Linked DNA regions of Rattus norvegicus: all the other regions are linked to region 1. A link is a contact called in public Hi-C and HiChIP or PLAC-seq data. All regions are on one chromosome and are shown on one strand. Each heading gives the region's core, a stretch centred on a gene start, on an enhancer-like site or on the middle of the called end of the contact. The rest is flanking DNA. Distances are from core to core; before and after follow the strand shown.

Region 1 (3,558 bases), core at 443-2,942:
TCCCTTCAAAGGTATCAGATGTGCAGTGTGGTTTGAAGACTTTACCGACCCATCAAAGTATTGCTGGCTGCCTTCTCTCTCATCCTGTATAGGCATTCATTGCCTTCAACAAACCTCTTACACTTTAAACCCATATTGGGGTCACTTTAAAAGAACTAAAAAATATATATATAATAATAACAACAATAATAATAATGCATATTTACATTACTAGAGTTCCAAGAAAATCTTTATGCATGACTCTAAAGGACCTTAGAGACTTCTAGTCATTATCAGAGTTGCCATATTCTAGTGCAGAAATTGTATTTCTTTCTATAATGATGTCTTAGAAGTCACCAGTGGAATGAAATCCTCAGATCATCACAGGCCAGTGATATGCCTGTTTCACAGATATCCTCAATAGCTTTCAGAGTTCTGCTCTCAGATTTGAAACCAGACTCACTGACAGTAAGTGGTAATAGTATGGGGAAAATAAGTTCATGCAGCCAGTTCACGAGACAAGTATGTTTATAAAAGGCAGATCCTTAGCCTGGCTTGAAAATAAAGCCCTGATTCATGCTAGACACATCTTCTGCATTTATATAACACTAACCATAAACATTCATGTCTGAGAAGTTATCTAACAGGGAGAAGCAAGAATTGTCAAGCAAAAACAACCAAAACAAAATCCGACTCCAATATTAATGTCTTTCCATATTCATGAGAAGAATTCAACAAGAGCCGATATGAGATTCAAAGTCAGTTCATAAATGTACCAGTAAGAGATGGTATGCAAATGCTATTTTGATGTTACAACACCCAAATCTCAACAGTAACTATGGCTTTAAGCTAAGGAATAGGTGAGATGCTGAAGTAGAAATCCTGAAAACTGTCAGAATCAGGCACACTGCAATACTTGTTCAAAATTGTCTCTGTTCCACTGTTAACATCTGGGTCACGTGTATAAAAATCAGAGCCTGCTCCTCTCCTCTGGTAGGACATCCAAAGATCAACTCAGCACTGTTTTCCAATCAGTGTGGTAATAAAACATTGTTATATAATAAGCAGAAAAGGATTAGAATTCCCTTGAAATTCTCAATGGAGGGGGAAAAAAGCCAAAATTGTTTCTTTTGGAAGCTATTCCTCTTTGTTGTGCTTTATAATGTTAAGTTCTTAATGACAAAGTAACTAAACCCACTTAGTTTACCAACACAGTCAGTCACACTTTGCTTTTTACCAAGCATGACAACAAGGCAATTGAGCAGCTTTCCAAACCACCAGAGCAGAGGCGTACCTTGCATAGGCTGGCATTAAATCAGCACTTCATAAATCAATCGTGCCCATTTAGATGGTCTCTATGCAGAATCGGCAGTCTAACACTAGCTCTCACATGCATTAAAAATCATCACTCTGCTAGTCCAACTCACTGTTCAGACGGGTCTTCTTGAATGCAGCATTTATTACAACCTCATTGTTGCTTCCTACACTGAAGGAATACCAAATTCTCAAATCAGGAGTTCTTCTTTCTCAATTTATTGTAAACAGGGGGTCTTGTAACGACCCTGACACCGTTACAAAGCACAGTGCTTTTTAACAGTAAAGCTTCTGGAAAACCCAAACAAAAGACACGTCACTGGGTGACGTCAGCCTATATACAGTTCTGTGTGGTTGCAGCACATAAGCAAACCCATTCTTGTGCCGTTTCTCGGAAAGCTTTTCAGTAAATGCACTCATGCTGCTCCAGAAGCTCTTCTCTGCAACAAGCCGCCCATCTGCCATCAACAAGTTAAGACCGAGAGAACTAACAGCTGCGGGAAGGAAAGCCTGAAGCTCTGGTGATCGGCGGTAATCAGGGGGAGGAAATTATTAACTTATAGTCAAAGCTGATTAGGGGATCAGAGCACGAAGAAAATGACACCAATGCTTTCCAGAGGAATATCCTAAGGAAAAGCCAATTCTCCCTAATAGACTTGAATCTTACTTGAAACGCTCGGGACGCAGAAAGCAGGAAACTGGTCAAGGCTCCTGCATGTTAAGCCTTTTACAGACTCACTGCGCGGAGCCTGACAACCTCGACTGAATGCAGCCTCCAATGTGCTCAGAAGAATGGGTAAGTCCCTGCATTTCTATGGCTTGTTCAGTCAAAGAGGAATCACGCTTTTATAAATATAAGCCAGTGAATTCCCGTTTTATGATGCAAATCATTTGGTTCGGGATTTTAAGATTTATGTAAATGGATATAACATTTTTTAAAGGGACATGTTTTAATCTCTCTTATACATGGTTTAAGTTGTGTTTCAGTCTACAAACAAGGTTAATTTTCTGCAGTAAATCAAAAATGTTATATGCAGTGAAATCTTTCATTATGATGTTGTTTTTAACAGCGCCTGTATTCTGCTGAAACATATCCTATCTTCTTGTTTTCCTTAAATTATATTCTGCAGGCTTACATTTCAAGTGGCCATTAGGGGCCCCTATGCTGGCAGCAATATATGCAATGAGTGTGGTATTAAAAATGCTGCCTGCCCTGGGTATGGCGTGTCCACCTAAATGCCGCTGTGAGAAGCTGCTATTCTACTGCGACTCTCAGGGCTTCCACTCAGTGCCAAACGCCACAGACAAGGGTTCTCTGGGCCTGTCCCTGAGGCACAATCACATCACAGCGCTTGAAAGAGATCAATTTGCCAGCTTCAGTCAACTCACCTGGCTCCACTTAGATCACAATCAAATTTCAACAGTAAAAGAAGATGCTTTCCAAGGACTATATAAACTAAAGGAGTTAATCTTAAGTTCCAACAAAATATTTTACTTGCCAAACACAACTTTTACCCAACTGATTAATCTGCAGAATTTGGACCTCTCTTTTAATCAGCTGTCATCTCTGCACCCTGAGCTCTTCTATGGCCTTCGGAAGCTGCAGACCTTGCATCTGCGTTCCAACTCCCTGCGGACTATCCCAGTTCGCCTGTTCTGGGACTGTCGTAGTCTAGAGTTTCTGGATTTGAGCACAAACCGTTTGCGAAGTTTGGCTCGCAATGGATTTGCAGGATTAATCAAACTGAGGGAGCTTCATCTAGAGCACAATCAGCTGACAAAGATTAATTTTGCTCATTTCCTTCGGCTAAGCAGTCTGCACACACTCTTCTTACAATGGAACAAAATCAGCAACTTGACGTGTGGGATGGAGTGGACCTGGAGCACTTTAGAAAAGCTAGACCTAACTGGAAATGAAATCAAAGCCATCGACTTGACAGTGTTCGAGACCATGCCTAATCTTAAAATACTTCTCATGGATAACAACAAGTTAAATAGTCTTGATTCCAAAATCTTAAGCTCCCTGAGATCCCTCACAACCGTTGGCCTCTCTGGCAATCTGTGGGAATGCAGCCCCAGAGTCTGTGCTCTTGCCTCCTGGCTGGGCAGTTTCCAAGGTCGGTGGGAGCATTCCATCCTATGCCACAGCCCTGACCACACCCAAGGAGAGGATATTCTAGATGCAGTCCACGGCTTTCAGCTCTGCTGGAATTTATCAACCACTGTCACTGCCATGGCTACAACTTATAGAGATCCAACCACTGA
Region 2 (3,558 bases), core at 593-3,092, 310 kb before region 1:
GTTCATCTCAGCTATCTAAGGAATCCCAGTCTGGCCTGGCATGTGAGGCTGTCTTAAAAAAAAACAAACAGCAACACAAAAATGACCTGGGATCTTTCTCACTCTCCCTAGCAGCTAGCCTGGCTTCTGCGCTCCTATCCCGTGTCTGCTGCTGAGTCTGGGCTGTGGAGACAGTGGGCCTTCTTCTATCGACTGCTTCTGTCTGTCTTGCCTACCGCCTTCTTTCCCTCAGCATCTTCCCCTCTATTCATTCTTCTGGTTCTGGCTCTCTCATCCGTAGTCCCTCCTCTTCTCCTCCTTCCTTCCCTCCCTTCATAAAGCAATAGCCTTGCTCTTTTCTCCCAAATTGAAGGGCAGTGGTGTAGTAAAACAAATTGCTGTCAACAAAAGTACATTTCCACTGTATTTATCCCCATGCAGGGAAGATTTATCAGGGTCTCTCGCCCTGCACTGTTATGTAAATGCGGCAATCCAATGGAAATAAGGCATCTAAGGAGCCTGAAGACAGAGCCGCTGTAAAAACTATCAATCTGCTTAACTCGCTCATTACCTTGCCTGCTCTTAGGGTACATTTTGGCAGGTCGTGGCAGCTAATAAAAGATGCTTTCTGCTTTCCTGGGTCCTAGGAGGTCATCTAGAGGACCGAATGTTTGTGGAGTGCCTGAAAAATTATCTACATAAATCAAGGGTATTATTATTTCTGCTGTCATGTGAGCCATCTCTGTGCTCCTGGTTTGACAGATGTCAGCTCTGTCTCCAACCCAGAGCTAACCCTAGGCTTGTGTGTCTGTAGCTTCCTTTTGCTGTCTTTATCTATAAGCAAGGCTCTCTCCTCTCTGTCCTATTTTTAGGTAGGTAGTCCCTAAGCACCCCAGATGTTTGCTTGTCCTGTAGGTTTAATAGGAAGATTAAGGGGGCTGGAAATTCTCTGAGCAGCTCTTACCATTTCCAGCTCACTGGAGTGGAGGGTGGGATGGGTCTGTCTGAAGCAGGGGAGCAGTTAGTCGGAACCCCTTCCCCGCAGTCCCGGAGCAGCAGCACTGAAGCCTGAGGATGACACAGGCTACCCACAATTGCTCAAAGGTTGTTCTCCAAAGGGCTTACATTGTCCTGTAACAAGGCTGGTAGGAGAGCCTTGTTATTTACGTGTCGGAGGAAAGGTGTGGGTTTGAGCCCCAGCTTTACCTCCTGAAGTTAGTTCTCATTTGCAGCTCTCCAGCGAAACAGTGTCTGCTTCCTAGGGTTGATGCGAGGATAAATGAGACAGGGCATGTGAAGAGCTGAGCATGTAGGAAAATAACTTTGTCGTTTGAAGTGCCAGAGTGCTTTCTAGATCAGGAGCCATCCCCTTCAAGACCTCGCGCCCTTCCCCAGAAAAGGGCTGTAGGTCTGAGTTGTGCCTGGTTCTCTTGGGATGAGGCTGTTTCAACCCAGCAGTCCTTTGGGGGATGCACTTGAAGTTCTGGAGGAGGCAATAGAAAGGCAAGAAGAGTTTTTGGGGGAGGTGGGTGTCTCTTACTTAGAAATGTCAAGAGTCAGAGCTGGAAGTGAGGGAGGTGGCGGGGGAGGGAGGAGGGAAGAGTATAGGATGTCTCTAAGCTGCCAGCCGGATGGGGCTGCAGTTCTCTGGCCCTGGCACTTCCTGCCACCCCCAGTCTTGGGAATGAGTCACTAGAGGGAGGAGTGATGAAGGCGGCATGCTCTGCCCCCAGAGCAACGGGTTCTGTTCCCCAAAAGAGGTCTGGTGGGAGGGAGATCAAGAGCTCAGGGGCAACCGGTGGGCTGGGCGGGCCTGAGGGGAGCAAGGAGGAGCTTCCAAGGCTCAGTTTCCTTACTGTGCACCAGGAACAGGTCCTGCCTGTCACTGTGAGTGACAGCTCAGAGTCCACAGAGGACAGGCGGTACCCTCCTACAGCTGCTCTTTCAGACTTCTGCCCCTGTTTGCCCAGTTTTCTCCAGATGAGGGAGCTTCATATCCTTTTAATCATCTACGGTAGGGGAGGGGGCCAGAGTCCACACCTCCCTGTCCATCTAGCCACTCAAAGTCTCCTTCCACTTATAGTCTTTTTCTTTGACTCTGAACATCTTATCCATGATTTTGTTGAGTCTATTGGCTCATTTGGGAGGATTTTTCCCCCTATGAATGCTTGATCCTTCTGTACAGTTGTGGTAAATTGAGTTAGTGTCTCTCTGTCTCTCTCTGTCCCACCCAACACACCTTCCCTTCTTCCTTCCCTCCCTCCCTCTCTCCCATTTCCTTTTCTCTCCCCTCCTTCTCCCTTTCCTCTTTCTTAGACAGTGTCTCCTAAAGCCCAGACTTCAAACTTTCTATGTGGCCAAGCAGGGTTATGCTATCACCACACTATCAAGAGGGTGCCTTTTGGTGCTTTGTTATTTAGCCCAGGCTGTCATCAAACACTTGGTTCTTCTTTCAACTTGCCTCTTCCTCTTCCTCCTCCTCCTCCTCTTCCTCCTCTTCTTCCTCCCTCTTTTTCCAAGACAGGGTTTCTCTATGTAGCCCTAGCTATCCCGGAACTCACTCTGTAGACCAGGCTAGCCTCAAACTTAGAGATTCACCTGCCTCTGCCCCCTGAGTGCTGGGAGGAGTGCTGGGAGGAGTGCTGGGAGGGATTAAAGGTGTGAGTCACCTCCACCTGACTCAGTTCTCTTCTTTTTTTTTTTTTTAAAGATTTATTCATTTATTATATATAAGTATACTGTAGCTGTCTTCAGATACACCAGAAGAGGGCATCAGATTTCTTTATAGATGGTTGTGAGCCACCATGTGGTTGCTGGGAATTGAACTCAGGACCTCTGGAAGAGCAGTCGGGGCTCTTAACCACTGAGCCATCTCTCCAGCCCCTCAGTTCTCTTCTTTAACTGCTGTTTTCTAACTCTTCTTTATGTTTTGCATTTGCTAAATACTTGCTACAGGCTACGTTCTTTACCCATATTTGTAATGAACTTCATACTTGTAATGACCTAATGCTCATTTCACAAATAAGAAAACTAGGGCCCATAAGTTCCTAAGACACGGAGTCAACAGGTGGCAGAGATGAAGTTTGGAGCAAAGTACCCACATTTTTATTGTCGTAAGAATGCTGGGGCCTGGGATATTGCTGTTGGTAGAGTGCTTGCATAGCGTGCACGAAGCCCTGGGATCAATCCCCAGGACTACATAAAACTGGGCATAGTAATGCACACCTATAATCCCAGCACTTGGGACACAGAGGCAAGAGAATTTCAGAAGGTTCTTGGCTATCCTGGTCTACATAATGAATTCCAAGTTATTCAGCATTTCAGAGTGAGACATAATAATAATAGTAATAATAATAACAATAGAAGATTATTTTAAAATACAGCAATCATACATCTTAGCTATAATAATGGTTTCTGCTCATACTTTTTCTGCCTTGGCCTCCCCAGTACTGGGGTTATAGATGTGCTCCCCTATGCTTAGCCTCTAAATACTTCAGAAACATCCTGTCTCTCAGGAATATCACAACAGTATTAGATTCCATGAACTTTGGAGGAAACAAACATTCAAACCAGAGCATC
Region 3 (3,558 bases), core at 270-2,769, 270 kb after region 1:
AGGTGACCTTGTATTTCTGATTCTACTTCCTCCCAAGTGCTGGAGGCTTACAGCACCATTCCCAGCTATCTTTCCTTCCCTTCTTTTCATAATGTAAACTGTATTTTATCTCCTAATTTCACCACTTTCTTCATTACTTGTTACAGTGATGACTACTTTCACTTCTTTTTCTTTGAGATAGTCTCATGTAGCCCATTGGCCTGGAACGAGTGATGAAATCAAAGATGGCCGCTGGAATCACAGAACTGTACAACCACTTCCTACCCAACTATTTTCTATTTATATCAAACTGCTTACCTCCAAAACCAAGTTCTATTTCACTGTCTTTGAATCACTGAACTGTTTTTACCACCATCGAGAAAAACTTGACACAACATTTGTTCAGGTTTTGTCCCTGAAAGTCTCTGGACAGACACACCTCACATCTGTAATCCAGGCATTCGAAAGGGTCAGCCTTGAGTTTGAGGACAACAAAAGCTACAAAACCACCACATAGCTAAGGCTAGTAAAACACTGGGGTTGGGTGGGGTGGTGCAGCCTTTAATTCCAGCACTCCGGGGATAGACTGGCGGGGGATCAAGGCCAGCCCGGTCTATATAGCTAGTTCTGTGACAGCCAGGGCCATATAGAGAGACTCTCCCCATGCCCAGCCATTTACACCCCGTCTGAAACCTTGTCTTAAAAAAAAAAAAAAAAGTCACAGTATAACTAACACCTGGCAAGTGCAAGGTTTGAAAAAGAGTCGCCTCTGGCCCAGCAAACCTTAAGAGCTCACGTAAGAGCCCTCATCCTTCTCAAGACAGTCTTTTTTTTTTTTAAGATTTATTTATTTTGTGCATGTGAGTACACTGTAGCTGTCTTCAGACATACCAGAAGAGGACATCAGATCCCATAAGACCGCGCATATACAGGTGTGCATACTTGAAGCTATGAATAAACGGTGAGAACAAAGGTCCCCTTATCAACGCCTGAGGACAAGATGGCGCCCGCTGCAAGTAGCGGCCTCGGGAAAAACTCCCACGCGCCTACCAGTGAGCGCGCGAGCTCGCGCCCCCGGTACTCTCCAGTAAATTCGCGTGCACTGGAGTATCCAATAAACGCTACAGTTAAGTCCTAACCCGTTTCCTCCACGCCCCTTACACATGCGCTACAGGGCTTCATCCGGAGCCGACGACGCAGGCGCAGGAGGCCCCTCCTTCTGCGCAACTGACGCAAGGAGACTGTAATCGGTTCGTAATTTATCCCGTGTGACCTTGAGTCTTTCCTGCCTCAAGGACCGGGGCTGTCTGAAGTAATGCCTGTACGTCTCTCTTCTCCCGCTCCCTTCTCACTGTTCCCACAGCCCCAGAAGCCGTGATGAAAGAACGGAAATTTTCAACGATCATTCTGAGGAGCGTGCTCGCGGCGTGCGCCGATTCCGGGAGCAGCAAACAGGAAGTTTCTGGTCAGGCACTACGCTAGGTGCCTCAGCAGAACAGCGGGCTTCATTGCTGCAGCGGCCAGCCCCCGCCCCCCCACCCCACGTGGTTGGAGGGTTCCAGAAGCGTAGCCACCGCCGTGCACGCAGCTCCGGGTCTGTGGGGTGTTTGTTCTTGCCCTCGTAGCCCTCTGTCCAGCCGCCATGATAAGCGCCAGCAGAGCCGCGGCCGCGCGTCTCGTGGGCACCACAGCGTCCCGGAGTCCCGCCGCCGCCCGTCACCAGGTGAGGAGCTGCCATGCCTTCCGGTAGGGGCTCCAGGCCCCGACTCGAGTAAGGCAGGCCTTGCCCTTCGGGGTCAGACTCTAGGAGAAATCCGGAGCGTAGGAAGGTAACGGACCTTCGATAGTCTTTGTTGGCCTTCTTTGAGGGCTTTAGCCTCGAGCTATGCTGAGTCACAATCCTTGGCGTTCTGAAGTCTTTACCCCAATAATTCACGACGTAGTGGCCCTCTAACCTGTAGCACATTGGATGTGCTTGGTCTTAGACAGTAGGTATAGTTTACTGGAAACGCAGAACTATGTACGCTAGACTGTTGAGGGTTGATGGACAGTTTCTCTGCTGTAAATATTCAAGAATGTCGCTGCTGTGAAGAAGTGGGGGGTATCCACATTAGGAACTGAAAATTAAATTCCAACATTCCAACTCCATTCTTTGACTTTTCACTTTATATTTTTGAGAAAGGGTTTCTTTGTAGACCTGTCTGCCCGGGAATTAACTTTGTGGGCTTCACAGAGACACCCCCACATCCCCGCGCCTGTCTCTTCCCCACGAGGGCTGAGATTGAAGGCGAGCACACCCAGCTCCAAAGATAGAGAGGTTTTTTTCCTTCGATTTACTTGTGATTTATAATAACAAGTAGAAAAAAGATTTTGATCTGAAATAAGAAAAAGTACGTCTTTGGAGATTGAGACCTGAAACTCTCCAAAATAATTGTTTGACCAGGCCAGTGGAAATGTATCTGAGAACTTTAAATCTCTACTTGCAGTGCACACGTTATTGAAGTGAGGTGTACAGGGTTGTGAGTTTATTTTGAGACAGGGTCTCACTGTGTAGCCCTAGCTGTTCTAGACCAGGCCTGTCTCTGGCTTTGAGGTTTTAGGAATAAAGGCATTTGCCATTAGGCCAGTCAACTGAATTTTGAAATTTTTGGTGTCTCCTTAATCAGGTGTTCAGCAAAAGTGGTTCTCGCACACAGTCTCAGTGTCTCTCTCCCTCCCTCCCCCCTCCCCCTCCCCCCTCCCCTCACGGGAGTTTGTGTTCGAGCAAGGCACTTCTGCCCACTTCCAGGTTGTCCTAAATTGAGTGACAATTTATGGGGGGCTTGTTGGTAAAGGCCAGAGTTGCTTCTAAGCATCACAGTTTGTCACAGCAGATACTGGTACAAGATAAATAATGTCAAAGTTGTACATCCATTGCAATGTAATTTTTTTTTTCTTTAGTGGTGGCAATTCAAGACAATTTTATGTACGCTTAATTTTACCAGACAAGTCTGGAAAACTTGTAGATATGTGATCTGTAATCTATGTATTTTACATACTAAGGACTAAAAGTTGCATGAGTTTTTTCAGAATAATTGGAAAAAAAACAAGAGTCTTTGTAGTTGGTGGCTGATGCAATATTTTTTCTCCCCAGGATGGCTGGAATGGCCTTAGTCATGAGGCTTTTAGATTTGTTTCAAGAAGGGATTATGCGTAAGTATAACCTCACTCTCTCTGAGAAAAACACACATTGAACCTCAGCTATGATGGGTGTATTTGTTAACATGGAACTATTCCTCTTTATCGCTAACTATTCGTTTGTATTTGTAGTTGATTTAGTGTGCCACTGTTAACACCAACATAAAACAGTTCTTCCTGACATTGGAGATCATTGTTAAGATGACCATGGTGTTTCATTTCTTACAGGTCAGAAGCAATCAAGGGTGCAGTTGTTGGAATTGATTTGGGTACTACTAACTCCTGTGTGGCTGTTATGGAGGGCAAACAAGCCAAGGTGAGAATAAATTGAAGCCCGGGGTCATTTAGATATCTAGTACATAGGAATGGCATTAAGTACACAGGAATGCTAAATCGGAGCCC

The links. A called contact is a pair of places that touch in the nucleus more often than the background predicts. HiChIP or PLAC-seq counts read pairs in DNA pulled down with a chosen protein or histone mark.
Region 2: a Hi-C map of frontal cortex shows a contact between it and region 1, with 2.5 times the contacts expected there. The contact joins the enhancer-like site here to the promoter of Lrrtm2 in region 1. A contact is called at or near these places in 1 of 12 Hi-C or Micro-C datasets (frontal cortex) and 1 of 1 datasets of contacts at active chromatin or transcription factors (oligodendrocytes).
Region 3: a contact with region 1 is called in an H3K27ac HiChIP or PLAC-seq map of oligodendrocytes, with 4 times the contacts expected there. The contact joins the promoter of Hspa9 here to the promoter of Lrrtm2 in region 1. A contact is called at or near these places in 1 of 12 Hi-C or Micro-C datasets (frontal cortex) and 1 of 1 datasets of contacts at active chromatin or transcription factors (oligodendrocytes).

The regions. Positions count from the first base shown.
Region 1 is chr18:27,095,101-27,098,658 of GRCr8, reverse strand. It overlaps Lrrtm2 (leucine rich repeat transmembrane neuronal 2), which reads left to right and starts at 1,692. Exons shown (of 2, transcript NM_001109469.1): 1 at 1,692-2,089; 2 at 2,424-3,558. The coding sequence starts at 2,086. All of the region lies in intron 7 of Ctnna1 (catenin alpha 1), which reads right to left.
Region 2 is chr18:27,401,180-27,404,737 of GRCr8, reverse strand. No RefSeq gene overlaps it. Among named protein-coding and RNA genes, the nearest start is that of Sil1, 25 kb to the right of the region's middle. Within about 2 kb of position 1,842, at least 5 of the 93 cell types and tissues checked have an H3K27ac peak or open chromatin away from gene starts, as enhancers often do.
Region 3 is chr18:26,826,359-26,829,916 of GRCr8, reverse strand. It overlaps Hspa9 (heat shock protein family A (Hsp70) member 9), which reads left to right and starts at 1,519. Exons shown (of 17, transcript NM_001100658.2): 1 at 1,519-1,702; 2 at 3,113-3,171; 3 at 3,385-3,472. The coding sequence starts at 1,622.